2 separate regions of the Sparus aurata genome follow, and region 1 is linked to region 2. Evidence: chromatin contacts called from public Hi-C data. All regions are on one chromosome and are shown on one strand. The core of a region is the stretch at or near the end of the contact, and the rest is flanking DNA. Distances in the headings are between cores, read along the strand shown.

Evidence for each region. A called contact is a pair of places that touch in the nucleus more often than the background predicts.
Region 1: a Hi-C map of skeletal muscle shows a contact between it and region 2, with 10 times the contacts expected there. The contact joins the promoter of LOC115577144 here to the promoter of LOC115576828 in region 2. A contact is called at or near these places in 2 of 2 Hi-C or Micro-C datasets (skeletal muscle and an unstated tissue).

Annotation. Positions count from the first base shown.
Region 1 is chr24:15,260,609-15,267,319 of fSpaAur1.1, forward strand. It overlaps LOC115577144 (cyclic AMP-responsive element-binding protein 1-like), which reads left to right and starts at 4,240. Exons shown (of 8, transcript XM_030409982.1): 1 at 4,240-4,585; 2 at 5,484-5,587; 3 at 5,690-5,854; 4 at 5,998-6,098; 5 at 6,312-6,451. The coding sequence starts at 5,492.
Region 2 is chr24:15,133,703-15,140,577 of fSpaAur1.1, forward strand. LOC115576828 reads right to left here and starts at 2,673. Exons shown (of 6, transcript XM_030409406.1): 1 at 2,538-2,673; 2 at 2,089-2,249; 3 at 1,353-1,569; 4 at 243-358; 5 at 1-86. The coding sequence starts at 2,645.

The DNA.
Region 1 (6,711 bases), core at 2,990-5,489, 130 kb after region 2:
ACGGCAAAGCGGCGCCAACAAATCTTCAATTACATCATTAGGGACACGCTGATAATGGATTTTGTTTAAACAAGGGCAATCCGTGTCACATCGGGGTTTCCCAATTGGCCAACAGTCTTTCCAGCGTAAATTCTATTCAATCAGCTGTTCAGGGTTCTTGAAACCTTGGTGCTATCTAGTGAACGAGTGTAAGCTTCCACCAGTTTTGAGCCAAACTATCATCATCAAAGAGGTCGTTGCACAATGCACAACCACCTGTACATGATACGCTGACTTTAAATCAAGAGAAAACCTCCTGTCTTTTTCTTCTAGCTGGGAACTGAAGCCTTGCTTCCACCGAGCAGTCCGCTTCAGTTCAGTTCATGAAACACTGGAACGGTAATTTTTGCATTTTGACTGTCAGGGTCAGGTTCAAAGTGTACTTTACCCAGAGCACTTAGATGGAAATGCAGCTGAGGTGAAGTGGATCTTAACCACGTTGGTGGAAAAAAGCCCTGAGAGGTGAATCATTTTTTTCGAAGGCCGGGTCTCGCTGTGGCACCTAAAACCCAGTCTGTGGCTTGACTGAATATAACTGATGGAGAAAACAATGATTTTTTTATAATGACACTGGCAAAAGATCTTTGCATCGTAATTCAGGCATTTGCATTCAGGTTTTTTGGGTGTTGGTGTGTCCAGGGAACAAAATCCTTTCATTACTTTGAAAGACACCCACTTTATTTGTCCAACTGCTGATGCTTGGTGATAGCTTCGGCTGAACTTCTGGAATGAAGAACAAGGACGGCGACCAATAAATCGCTCCAACGTACGTAAGCGTTGTATTAAAAAGAAACTTGGAAAAATCACGACTTCGCCTTCAAGGGAGGAAGAAAGAAAGAGGCTCAGATAGAAGGAGCAAGGGAGGGCGGAAAGAGGGGAGAGGGGGGAAAAAAAAACCTTGCGGGAGGAAAAGATGGAGAGGGAGGGGAGGAGCTGACACCTTGACGGATTGATTGAGATCGCCCAATACACGGTGTTGCCCGCAGCCTAGATTAGCAAGAGGTCTGGGTCAGCACAATCTCTGTGTGTTAGATAACTCTCCCGCCTCGCAGCTGCAGCTTGATGCTGCGCCTTCCACAACAACACAATATTTTTTATTTTTTTTCTTCGCCGGGTATCTCTGCAAAACTCACATCTCCAGATTTTTGAGAACCCTCGCTCGCTCGTATGTGTGTGAGGAAGAGAGAGAGACAGAAAGAGAGAGAGAGAGAGAGGCAGACAGACTGTGGGGGCCCAGTATCCATGGCAACCCCAGCCAGGTGCACTGGTTCATATGCGATTCAGGTAATTCAAACCTGCGATGGGAAAAAAAAGCATGCATATAAGGTCAGTGGTATTCAAATGCGCTGCGTGTATTCATACGCTGACTCTCTCTCTCTCTCTGGACGCCGCCACATGACCTCCACACACACACATATGAGCAGACATCTCCCACAATGCCCTGCTTTGAGTGACAGGTATGATATTTCAACCGGGGGTTTGATTGAGGAGTGCATTTAAATGATGACAGCACGTCTCGTGGTTTTGATCGGGTCGCATGATTAAAAAAAAAAAAAAACGAGAGAGCAGAGAGAGAAAATAAAGAAACAGGGAGACACAAAAAAATTGGGGGAAAGTGTCATCGGGCTCGCTGTCGATGGGGTTTTTGGAGGCTTGTGTTAAGCCAGAGGCTTTGACAGCTGGGTTTAAGGAGCAAGGAGAGAAGGGCTATGGATTGGAGTCAGGTCTCTACTTCATATTCCGAAGATTAAACTCCCATCCTCCTCCTCCTACACCATTTTGGACGTCTGTGGCATCGTTTTTACTCGGCTGTTTGTGGGTGTTTGCAGCAGTGATTTACAGCCAGGGTCGTTGCTTCCTGCAAGAGCAAGAAGAAGAAGAGGAAGAAGAAGAAGATGAAGAAGAAGAAGAAAAAAAACCCTTTGCAATCAGATATTCTGTGCCAGAGCTCACCAGCATTAGCAGTCAGAATCTGAAATTTGCTTTAATCGCACGCCGACCATGCGATACGCACTCAGAGAGCGAGATGGTCGTGATAAAGGAGAGAAGAAGTGCGATTGTGTTTGTGCGCTCATGTGTTTTTAGCAGCAAATCCCAAAAGAAAAAAAAAAGACAGTGGATCTCTGTGATAAAAAGACGCAGGATTAAACATGTATTTATACAAAATGTTGAGCCGGGAGGTGTTTTTAAATCACAATGTCCCGAGAAAATCACAGGTTAAAGCTCCTGAATGTGAACTTACGCCAGGTTTTTTGCTTATTTCTATAACACTGTCTGCAAAACAGTGAGAAAATTGACATAAAAATGGACAAAACATGCACAACAGGCGCACAAATTGTGGGCTAATCTTCCACAGGAATTGTGAAAATGATCTGAGCGTGCACAGCTTTGCTCACACTGAGTGATAACTGATGAAACCTCTCGTTCACGTAGGGATGCGGCGGGCTAATTACGGTTTGCTGAGGCTATCCTCGCTGGTGGTCACCATTAAGGGGAATCAATGTCCAATCAAGAGGCGGGACGGATACAAAACGCCGCTTCCTGACAAATATTTATCATATTTGCCGCGAGGGCGCTTAACAAGGTGACCACGAGGTTCACTATCTGTGATTTAATTTGAGGAAAGCGCAAAATTTAAGACTTTTTTTGGCAGATTTATCTTTTTTTTTTTTTTTGTAAAGGACACAAGATTGGTCAGGTCAGCGGCGGCGCGGTCAATCACTCGATAGGTTGAAGAAGTGTATGTTTGACATCTGTTTGTGTGTGTGTGTGTGTGTGTGTGTGTGTGTGTGCGTTAAGAGACCTCACGAAATGACCTCGCACGTAGAGATGATGGTCATAAATTGGTCTGAAGTCTCATTTTCCCTGCAGGATTTTGACCAGCTGCCACAGCTTAGAAGCCATTTCACTCGTGCAGCACACACACACACACACACACACACACCACGCTGACAGAGCGACAGAGTTAATGAGTGCATTTTATGGCTGGATTCGAACAACCAAGGAGAAGCAAATGTAATGGCAATCACGAGGCGCTGTAAATAGCGCGTAATAAGTGATACAGGGGCCGGACCCCGCTGGTTTTTCGATGAAATCTCACCGTGGTTTGGTGTGTGGAAGCCAGAAAACACTGTGCAGGATGATTTTATTCACAGATTACTGATCATATCAGGATGGGACAGAAGCACACATGTGCCTTAACAACATAACAGGGCAGAATCAGTGCCGAGTGGCATGCTGGGAATAAATACGTGACTTTGCTGCCCCCATGTGGACCAGAATAGCAATGCAGCCTATTTTTTTTCAAATCCCATCCCAACAGCGAGCTTCATATTTACCGATAAAGCTTTAAAATATAGAGACAATAAATATTATTTAATATTATATCGTAAATATGCAGTGATAAAATTAAATAATTAAAGGTGCAGTATGTAGTTTTGGAAGGCAAATTTAATTAGATTTAATCAGATCTTTCTTTTTTTTTTAAGAATACAAAGTAAATAAAGACGTTTTTTGTTTTTTTTTTGTTTTTGTTTTTTTTTGCCATGACTTTATAAACAAACGGACCTTAAATGACAAGACAGTTAAATCAGTTTTACTTTGTTTACATGTGGCGGACTCTGCCACCTTTCCGGCCTCAAACAGTGTTCTGGGGAGCTTATTTTCCTCCAAGAGCAGCTTGCTTGGATAAATATTTCTAAGTTTGCATTATCATCTTATTGATATTGTGAAAGACTATACAATTCTCCAAAATTACTTCGTGGCCCTTTAATTAATTTGTAAGGAAAATCGTTTTAAAAAGAGAGAAAGGTCAAATAATGATAAGAATAATAAGAATAAGAATAAGAATAATAATAAGTATTTAAATAATCAGTATTTACTTTAAATAATAAAATGTAAATACTGATTTAAAATTTAATGTAAAAAATAATTAAAAATAAGTTCAATAAGTTTAAGTTTATTATCATTTATAATTTCATATTAAATATTATTTTACATTTGTATGTAAAACTTAATGTTACGTCATATATAAAAATAATGATGTCATATTAAATAATCATCTTTTTTTATGTTAAAGTTGTATTATACAACCTGGCGCATGCGCAGATCAGCTCTCCGACGTCCGGCGCTGCCCTCGGCAATCTCCGTCGCCGTCCACCGCTTCCTCGGCGCCTCTCGGGTGTTTCCGCCGCTCTCCGCCTCCTCTCGTGTCCCGTCGGCGGAGCTGATTTTCTCTGTCGTCGTCTCCCTCGTCCTCCTCTCCGTGTTGTTGTTCTCGGTGACGCGACGGAGGTGTAGCCTGACGCGGTCTCTTACGTGTCGGTCTGAATAAAAGTGGAGCTCCGTAGACCCGGGAGTGACGAAGCGAGTCTGTGTTGGTAAGAGGATACGCATCCGATGTTTGCTAAACAGATAGATGGCTGCCCAGAGAAGTTATTTGCGCCTAATATCCGCACAAAGCCAACAAAGAGATCATGGCGGCCGTGTTGCAGAGGCTCACAAAATGAGTCAGTCTCTGCGAGGCTCGCTGACTCGCAACACATAGGTATTAATATGGGAGTGGGCTTAAATGTTATTTTCTGTTTATTAAACAATGTAGAAATGTGTTACGGAAGCAGCTAGCCATGTGAAGCTCAGTTATTCCTGCCAGCAGTGTGTTTTGAGTCAACCTGAGCCCAAAAACTGCTCAGTGAAAGTGGGGTGCCCTAGTTGCAAACAAAACTGGCACTGCATGCAGAGCTTTCCCTCCAGTTACCCTCACATAGCTAGCAACCTAACGTTATGTGTTGATTCAAGCCGGTTAATGCGATGTTGTTTATTTCCTACTGTGGTTAAACGTCACGGCAAAGCGCTAAGCTGCGATACGAGCTGTTAAAAACTGAAATGTCTGCGTTGTAGTCTTGATAAATTTAAAATAATCGGCTGCTAACTGTGCTAACAGCCAATGCATTCCTATTAGCTCGTTAGCACGTTAGCAGAGGCGCCAGAGCGTTTGCCGCTCAAGCTAGCATGGAAGCTAGCTAGCTAGCTAGCTAGAATGCTAAGTGTAAGTTGGAAACACTAACGATAACTCCACGGCTAATTAGCTGGAGTTAGCTTTAGCCTCCGGTGCTTATTGGAAGTGTGAGGCTTGTTGCTATATGAGCATTATTGAACCTTAACGTTACGGTGCCATGTCTTAAAAAGTGCCACATGCTTTATGTTTTTTTTGTTAGCTTATTCCTTGTTGGAGTTTCCTTTAAGATGTTGATGTATATGCTAGCATGTTTAGCTAAGCCACACCCTCTTTTTCATATATCAACAAGCAGTGTGTGTCAGGCTCAACCTCCAGTGTCTGCTGCACACCTTACACTCCTCTCTCTCATTCCCTTTGTGTGTGCTGACAGCTCCTGTATTAATCACCATGTTACACGTTCAAACAAGCAGTTTCTTACGTTGTGCAGATTTTTAAATGACCATGGAGGCTGGTGCAGACACACAGCAAAGTGGTGAAACGGCTGTCTCGGAGTCTGAGGCCCAGCAGATCAGTCTGGCCCAGGTAAATTTTGTAAGGAAAAGCGATTTAAAATCCACACGTTACACAGTACTTTCCAAAGCAGCAGTGACGTGCTGCTGCTGAGAGACGCTTGTGATCTGAATAAAGATGTAGTGTGCTTATGGGTTGCAGGCGTCCATAGCAGCTGCCCAGGTGTCGTCCAGCAGTCCCACAGTCACCTTAGTGCAGTTACCCAACGGTCAGACGGTCCAAGTGCACGGGGTGATCCAAGCTGCCCAGCCCTCAGTCATCCAGTCCCCACAGGTCCAGACTGTACAGGTGTGAGAGGCTTTTGCGGCACTGATTGCTTACATGCATCGTTTTCAAGTTTGCACGCGATTGCTAGATATTTGCAGTGAAGCCGATGTTGTTTTTTATGACTGATTGTCTTTGTTAAACTGAAAGTATTATGTCTGTTGCAGATTTCGACTGTTGCTGAGAGCGAGGACTCCCAGGAGTCTGTAGACAGCGTGACAGATTCTCAGAAGAGGAGAGAGATCCTGTCCAGACGACCTTCCTACAGGTCTGTGCGACAACTGCTCATGAATACAATTGGGATTTTTCTAGATTTTCTACTTTTCCTGTCCACATTTTGAACTCTTTCAAACACTGTCCTCCATCTCACATCTTCTGCACTTCCATTTAATCGGCCACCGTTACTTTAAGCCAAAGAGTGAACATGCGAAAGCCTTCGACGTTGAGTAACACGCGTCTCTGTGCACGTTCCCCTCTGCAGGAAGATCCTCAACGACTTATCGTCAGACGTTCCAGCAGTGCCTCGAATTGAGGAAGAGAAGTCGGAGGACGACACAGCCCCCGCCATCACCACCGTCACCATGCCCACTCCCATCTATCAGACCAGCAGCGGCCAGTACAGTGAGTACCGTCTGAGATTATTATACAGGAAGTTACATGTTGTTGCGACATTTAGGATTTCCTGCTATCATGCGGTGTCCTTGTGCTCTTTGCGCCACCAACGCCAGTTGAACAGAAAGTCTCAGTGATCAGATGTGGTATACTTGAATGTAGGAAGTCTCAAAGGTGTTACGGTTCAGTGCAAAGAGAGATTTAACTAATGAAATGAGCTGCTGCAGTTTGTGGTGTTTGAGTGGTTTAATTTATCAAGTATTGTAGGA
Region 2 (6,875 bases), core at 1,423-3,922:
GTAGTTTCTTGTAACAATGGGTGGTCTTTACTATGCCAGTGTATCCAGTCAGTGGCACAATCCTTTCTACCGGGAAACACTCATGCCTGATTTAATCAAAAAGCCATGAAACAGAATTTTGGATCCATAAATGCAATCTTCTGAGTGGTGATTTTAAATGTGGATTAAGAAAGCGGAACAATGATTCAGATTTAGTTCAGGATGGATGTAGTGGATGTAAGTAAAGTCTGGAAAACACTCACCACTCTTTCTCCAGGTATGAGCAGGAGTTATATATGTCTTTGTAGATCTTCACTTGGTTTCTGGTCAACGAAAGTCCTAAATGTGGACTGACGAAAGGAGACAGGGCATCGTAAAACTAATCAAGAAAAGAGAAAGAGAGAGAGATAAAAAAAAAAAGATATTAAAGCAAGTGAGTGTGTTTGTCCTACTGTTAGCTAAGCATATATGCTAAGGTTACATCACTGTTAATAAGCAGTTGGCTAAATCAACAAATGGTGAATTTGTTAGCCTACCATGTTGGTTCTACCTGGCTGGAGGGCAGTAAACTAATGAATAATTGGATCTGGCCTCCAGGCTACCATCAGCCCGGGTTAACACGTTTGACTACAGTTCACTAACTTCAGAGCTTGTGAATAAAACATGCAAGACTTAACAGTTAACTTTATAACTTGTCTGGAACAAGTAAACATTTTGGTCACACAAATGAATCGCCTTATCATATATGCTGTTCAGGTGAAAGGTGGGGAAATGTGTGCGTTTTGTACATTACCTGGCAGCAGATTGTTTTTTGCTTTATACATTATTTGTGCTTTGTGAAAATCCCTCCCACAAGACCCTTCGACTTCAGGTGCTGCAACTTTATTATTAGTACGTTCATAAAATCCTACATCATTTAGCATCCTTACGCTCCTGAATCCATAGCCTACAGACTATCAGTCAGTAATTTGTAATTTATAGAGACAATCCGGAGGGACATATGAGTTAGCCACAGCTAACATTAGCATTCAAACACTTCCCAGCTGACATTGCTTGGTAGCGTTTCATGATACAATAGGAAATGCACAACACTACTCCCAAATCTGTCCAAGATGTGCGTTAACATATCAGAATTCATGTAAATTAATTAATGTGCTATCATCTGACATTATCAGTGTTAGCTAGGAAGTGTGTGAATGCTACCTAGCTGTTGTCTAAAGGTAGCTAATGGGTTATCAAATGTGCTGTTTTACTTAAAATTTGACCCGATCAATCAGAAAGTGAACACATCATGAGGACATTTGAGCTGCCCACCCTGAGCGTGGTGTCAAGTGTTGACATATTCAGCCAACATTTTTACATTTTGAACGTACCTCTTGACAGATGTCATTGAGCGTGTTGGATACATCGCCATATTTCAGCTTAATCATTATTGGGCTGCAGTTCAGCAGAGCCAGGCAGCCTCCGGGCCTCAGCACCCTGTCAACTTCCAGGAGGAACTTCTGGCGGTCGAACCAGTGAGCCGCTGTCATGGCTGTCACGAGATCCACCTCACCAGAAGCAAATGGCAGCTCCTCTGCTGGACACTGCCTGAGGTCACAACAGTCAGAACAGTTTAGAAGGAGGTGGGGAGAAAAGGGGGTTTAATGTGTTTCAGCATATAATGTGAACAGCAAATATATGAGGCAGTTAGATTATTAGGGCCTGAGCACTAACAGTTCGAGGCCCTATTGAATCTGCTAGGATTCTTCTTCTTCATTTTCTCAACACTGAGCACAGTTTTGGAGGCCTGGACATACCCCAAAACTCACCAAACTCGGAATATACGTCACTTTGGTGAAAAAATTTGATAATTCAGTTTGATTGGGTGTGGGTGCGGCCAGGGGACTCTATAGAGCCCCCTGCTGTGAATCATTGCCTCCTACATGCATATAAATGTATGAAATTCACTATGCATATGTATAGAAAAAGGAGCCATCATGTCCAATGGGCATGGTTTCTTTACATATTTTGTTAACTAGAAACAGAAAGGTGTCTTAAAGAGGCATCCACACACCTTGGAGGACATTTTGCACCGTGAAACACATAGAATGACATGCAGTAAATTACCTGTATGATACATTTGGAGGGTTGCTAATGGTCCGCGCCATCTCCAGCTGAGCGGAGCTGACGTCTGTTCCAACAACCTTTGTGAAAAACGGAGAAAATGGGATCGTCCCTTGGCCTGAACCGCAGCCCACATCCACTGCAAGGTTCAACTGGTTCGGTGTCTTGAAATAAAAGGAGTTACACCATGAAAGTTAATTATTGCTAACAATGCTCACGATCAAATATCTCCCTTTTTTAACATTAATTTGATAAGTCCCAAGAGCACTTATAATAAGTACGCTTCTGTCTTATTTAGAGGGTAAAACAGCTAGAGGTGGGATAGAGTTTTTTGGGTCAATCAGCGTATAACCTTAACTTTTATTTAAGGTATCATGGGCTAGATAGCACAGCACCACAACACATGAATACGTTGCAGCCTGTTGAAATGCTGAAAACTTGAATACACTCACCTTTTTCTTCATAAAGTCCACAATCTTGCTGATTAATTCATGATGCCTTACTCTGTACTGCAGGTAAGCAGCTGCGTGAACTTTACCCTCAAAGAGACGTACCGCCATGTTTCTTTGCTGAAGTGATATTACCTGCAGCTGAAGTGAAGGAATGAAGTAAACTTGCAAACTCAAGTTAATTTAAATGTGACAGGTGGAACAGACAGACAGGGGCGGAGCTGCACCCTCAGCACGGAGCTGAGCCCTTCTGATAAAGTTATTTTAAAATCCACGTCGAATAGATGATGCATCCAAAGCTACAGACAGCTGCCTGACCTTTTGAAACACAGTGAACACAGTCAAACACGTATCAATCTTCATATCGGTTTATTTTGATAATTATTGGTCAACCTGTATTATTTCTTTGTTCACATTTTTTGAGGCAAAGTTCAGGAGACCTTTCTGTTTTGTTTTGTTTTTTCTTTCCTTCAGTGCTTTATATGTTCTTTTGCATGTAAAGATCTTGAAAGTTATTAAAGGTTCAAGTCCGCACCAACAGAAGCTCCTCTCTCCAACAGAAAACACTGCTCCTGAAACGCCTCGTCAGCAGTACTGCCTTTATGACGTGACTTTGTGACATCGGACCACATCACGGAATCACACATTTGCGTTATTTATGTCTCGAAGGTAGTTTAGCAGGTAAGAAATGATTTAGCACAGCTCCTCTGTTCTTAAAGAGACAGGAGGGTGAAGACACGGTTGTGTCTTTCGAGCATTAAAGCATGTAAACATATTCTAGTAGAAACCCAAAATAAAATGATGAACATGAACATTTGCATGATATGTTTCCTTTAATGTTTTTTTCAAGTGTGTCACATGCATGTGCAGGCACTGCTACAGATATGAAGATTGGTATTGGACAGATAGACCAAGCAATCAATAAAAGCCTGATATTCACAGTAACAGATCAAAAGAAACTTCTGACTCAACAAAAGTTTGGGGCATTTCAAACATTTATAAGCGACTACGAAACAGTACAGTGGGAAAATCTCTGGTTCAAAATGTAAGATTGAATAAATGCAATTCAAACCCGAGCAGGAGCTGTGAGTACTTCAGAAAACAAGTCTTGTTCCAAACTTTCTGGAGCTTTTCTGACTTTTTATGGTGTAATAGAAAAGTTGACAACCAGTTTTTACCTTCTAAAACGTTTAGTGGACCGTAAATTTTGACTTACATAAGAATAGTCACTTATGGAAAAAAAATGAAAGGAAATATTAGATAACAACAGGAAAGAGATATCTGTACATGCAATGCCTATGTGGAGCAGCAGATGGCAGTAAATGTACAGATATGATTCTTGACGCATGGAGTGTTGAGATGCTTTTGGATCCACATGTTAGTTGTAATCTCTCATCAATAGATATTTACACCAAAATCATTAATTCATTCCCATATTTAACCTCCAACAGCATGATTTCTTTGACGCTAGGCTATATTAGCCGTGGGATATATTTTTATGAGTATCAAGAGAGAAGAAATGTGGATAAAAATCTAACTTTGATCAAATATACTTACAAGATCGATGCCAATTCTAATAAACCCAAAGCTTGAGGTGTGTATAAGCAATTTAGCTTTGATGAAATAATGTTGTTTACGATGTTATACCTTATTTAAGAAATGATTCAAGCTGGCATCCCCGAAACCTAGGCGGCCAGTCTTGGCCGTGTATTTTCCGCCCAATCAACAACCATTGATCCTTCCCATTCACCTGATCAATATCCACTGTCAGATATGGTTTGCAGTAGGGCTCGTGTTAACAAAGAGGGGGGGCAGGGGGGTGCAGGGTGTCCGAAGACGCCACAGGAGCCCCAACCCTTAACCCGGCCATGTTGCTATGTGCAGCCCTGCCTTGTGTCGTCCAATCAATCAGCTTCGATCAAAACTGTCAGCTGCACTCAAGTCACACCACTGTCCGCTGCTGTGTGTGTGTGTGTGCGAGGCATAATGAGCCCGCTATGGAGGACGACGCTGTCATCCGCGTACACGAGCCAAGCCGGACAGAACCATTTTATCACCGAGTCTTTACCAGCAAGTGTTATCACACACATTTCCACACTCACACATCGAAGCCATTAAAAACACAAAGTCAGTGGACTCAGACAAGCAGCCTCGTGTATTGCTTTAATATGTGCAGGCGTTCCCGACACTGTGAAAAGAGCTATGGGAGCGCTTCCATCGGCTGTGACGAGCAGCGTCGCTAATGCTGCACGGGGAATTCTCCTGAAAGGCAATCACACAGGTAATCCACACTCGGAGTGGGAAATATGAGGAAAAACTGTACTTAAGCTGGCAGGAAAATATCCTAAATCTACTGAGTAAAAATCAGCTTGGTGTTTCCAAACTGGTTGAGGAAGAATTTCATATGTAGTCGAGTAAGGAATTGTGGAAAAGGGGATCAAACATGTGCACCGAGTGTATATAGTATATATCTTTAAAATGCATTTCAGCCTAAAATGGGAATTCTGTAGTAAATACCTGCACATCATTTTCTTCTTTCTTCTGACAGTGTGAGTACGGAGACGAGCGGGGTAGGGGGATGGATAGATGGGTATTGAGAATAAAATCCCACTTCCCCGCGGAAATCTCAGCAGGTAAAAGCAGATTGCAGCTGCTGGATGAAATCCATGAATTTTGAAAACATCCGTGTTGCCACATTGACAGCCATGCATTCTTGGGGTGGGGGGTGAAATTTGTCATGGCTTTTGAATAGCTTTCACAGGCCCCAGGGTCCTCAAACACACTTTTTCAATAAGGTAGCAGGAAAAAATGAAAAAAAGGAGACAGACACTGAAATTGGAGTTCAGTTGTTCTGAAAGTGGCTATAATCAATATTTTTATTGAAACCGTTTATCAAAAATGAACGGATCTAAACAGAGACAGAGAATCATCACAACCATCTAAAGGGCCTCTCAGCTGTACAGAGCCAGCTATAGCCATGTGTTCTCACTCCAAACCGTTAAATACGACGGCTTAAAGGTCCAATTTGTAACGTTTTCCAACTTGTCAGATACTGATGAGTCACAATGGTGACAGACCGGACCTACAATCCCAAAGCGTCAATAATGGACGAGGTGGAAATGAGAGTCAAAAATCAACTTTCTCACAAATTGGACCCTTAAGCTTTAAACTATGATACTCGACTTACCCCTCTTCCCCTCGCTCATGCAGGGCTCTGCAGTCAAGTTAACAAATATAAATAAGACACATCTGGTTGGATATTAAAATTAAGCCTCCTGAGAAACATTTCACATATTGGGTTTTGCACCGTTAATGTTGTGAAACAGCTGCAGTGTGTTTAGGGTCAGGTGCCTGAACCACTTGGTTAGGTTTAGGAAAATATCATAGTCTGGTTTGGAAATAACATGCAGAAAATGGTAAGATCCTACATAACAATTCACAAAAGAGACGAAACCTTCCAATAACAGAGGCCAAATAATGACAACTTTACGGTACATGCTCAGCTGCAGACAGCTGAAAGACACAGTTAGCAACTGGCAGATGAACATAGTGCAGCATTTAGCGGCTGGAAAGAAGAGAAAGAAGAAGCTCAACATCTGGTGTGTGTTTAAAAATCTAATTGTGTACATTATATCAACTTAGGAGTTGATCTGTTGTTTTCAAAACTAGTTTTAGCTGCCCCCAAGCGACCAAAAATAAGGTATTGCAGGTTTAAGGCCAACTCAGCTTTGTAACAACAGGAGTACACATTACGTATCACTGTATTTACTTGAGGTAAACAGGAACTAGTTTCTATGTTAACATTAGTTGTGACAACATATTTAAGCACACTAACTGCCAAATTAGTTAAACTGCTTACTGAACTGGCTACCTGCCAAAACCAACATTAGCTTTCTAGCTATTTAGCTCCAAAACTAAAAAAACATGTGTGGGATATAGTCCACAAACGACCTAAAAACGTCATAATCTTACATAACATTTCACAGAAGAGACAATACCTTAAATTACAAAATCAACTAAATCACCAAGTAACATTTGTTGGTTTAGCTTAATTGGTGAGATTATTTTCCCCACACTTGCAAATCCATACATTTACAAAGGATTGGCAGTTCAATAGATTGTCTGTCTTTTTTGGGAAATCGTGTTGCAGCTTGTGATGCTCTAGAAACCTCAATTGGAACGGTGGCACAAACCTTTCCTTGCTTGACCGGTCTTTAGGGGCAAAAACATTTCAGTTACAACGGTGGAAATGTTCTACACAAATTCAGGGAAGGAATGAGAATAGAGAATAGCTGGTGCAACCCCATCCTGGGTTTTTTTCCCCATTACAGATACGAAATC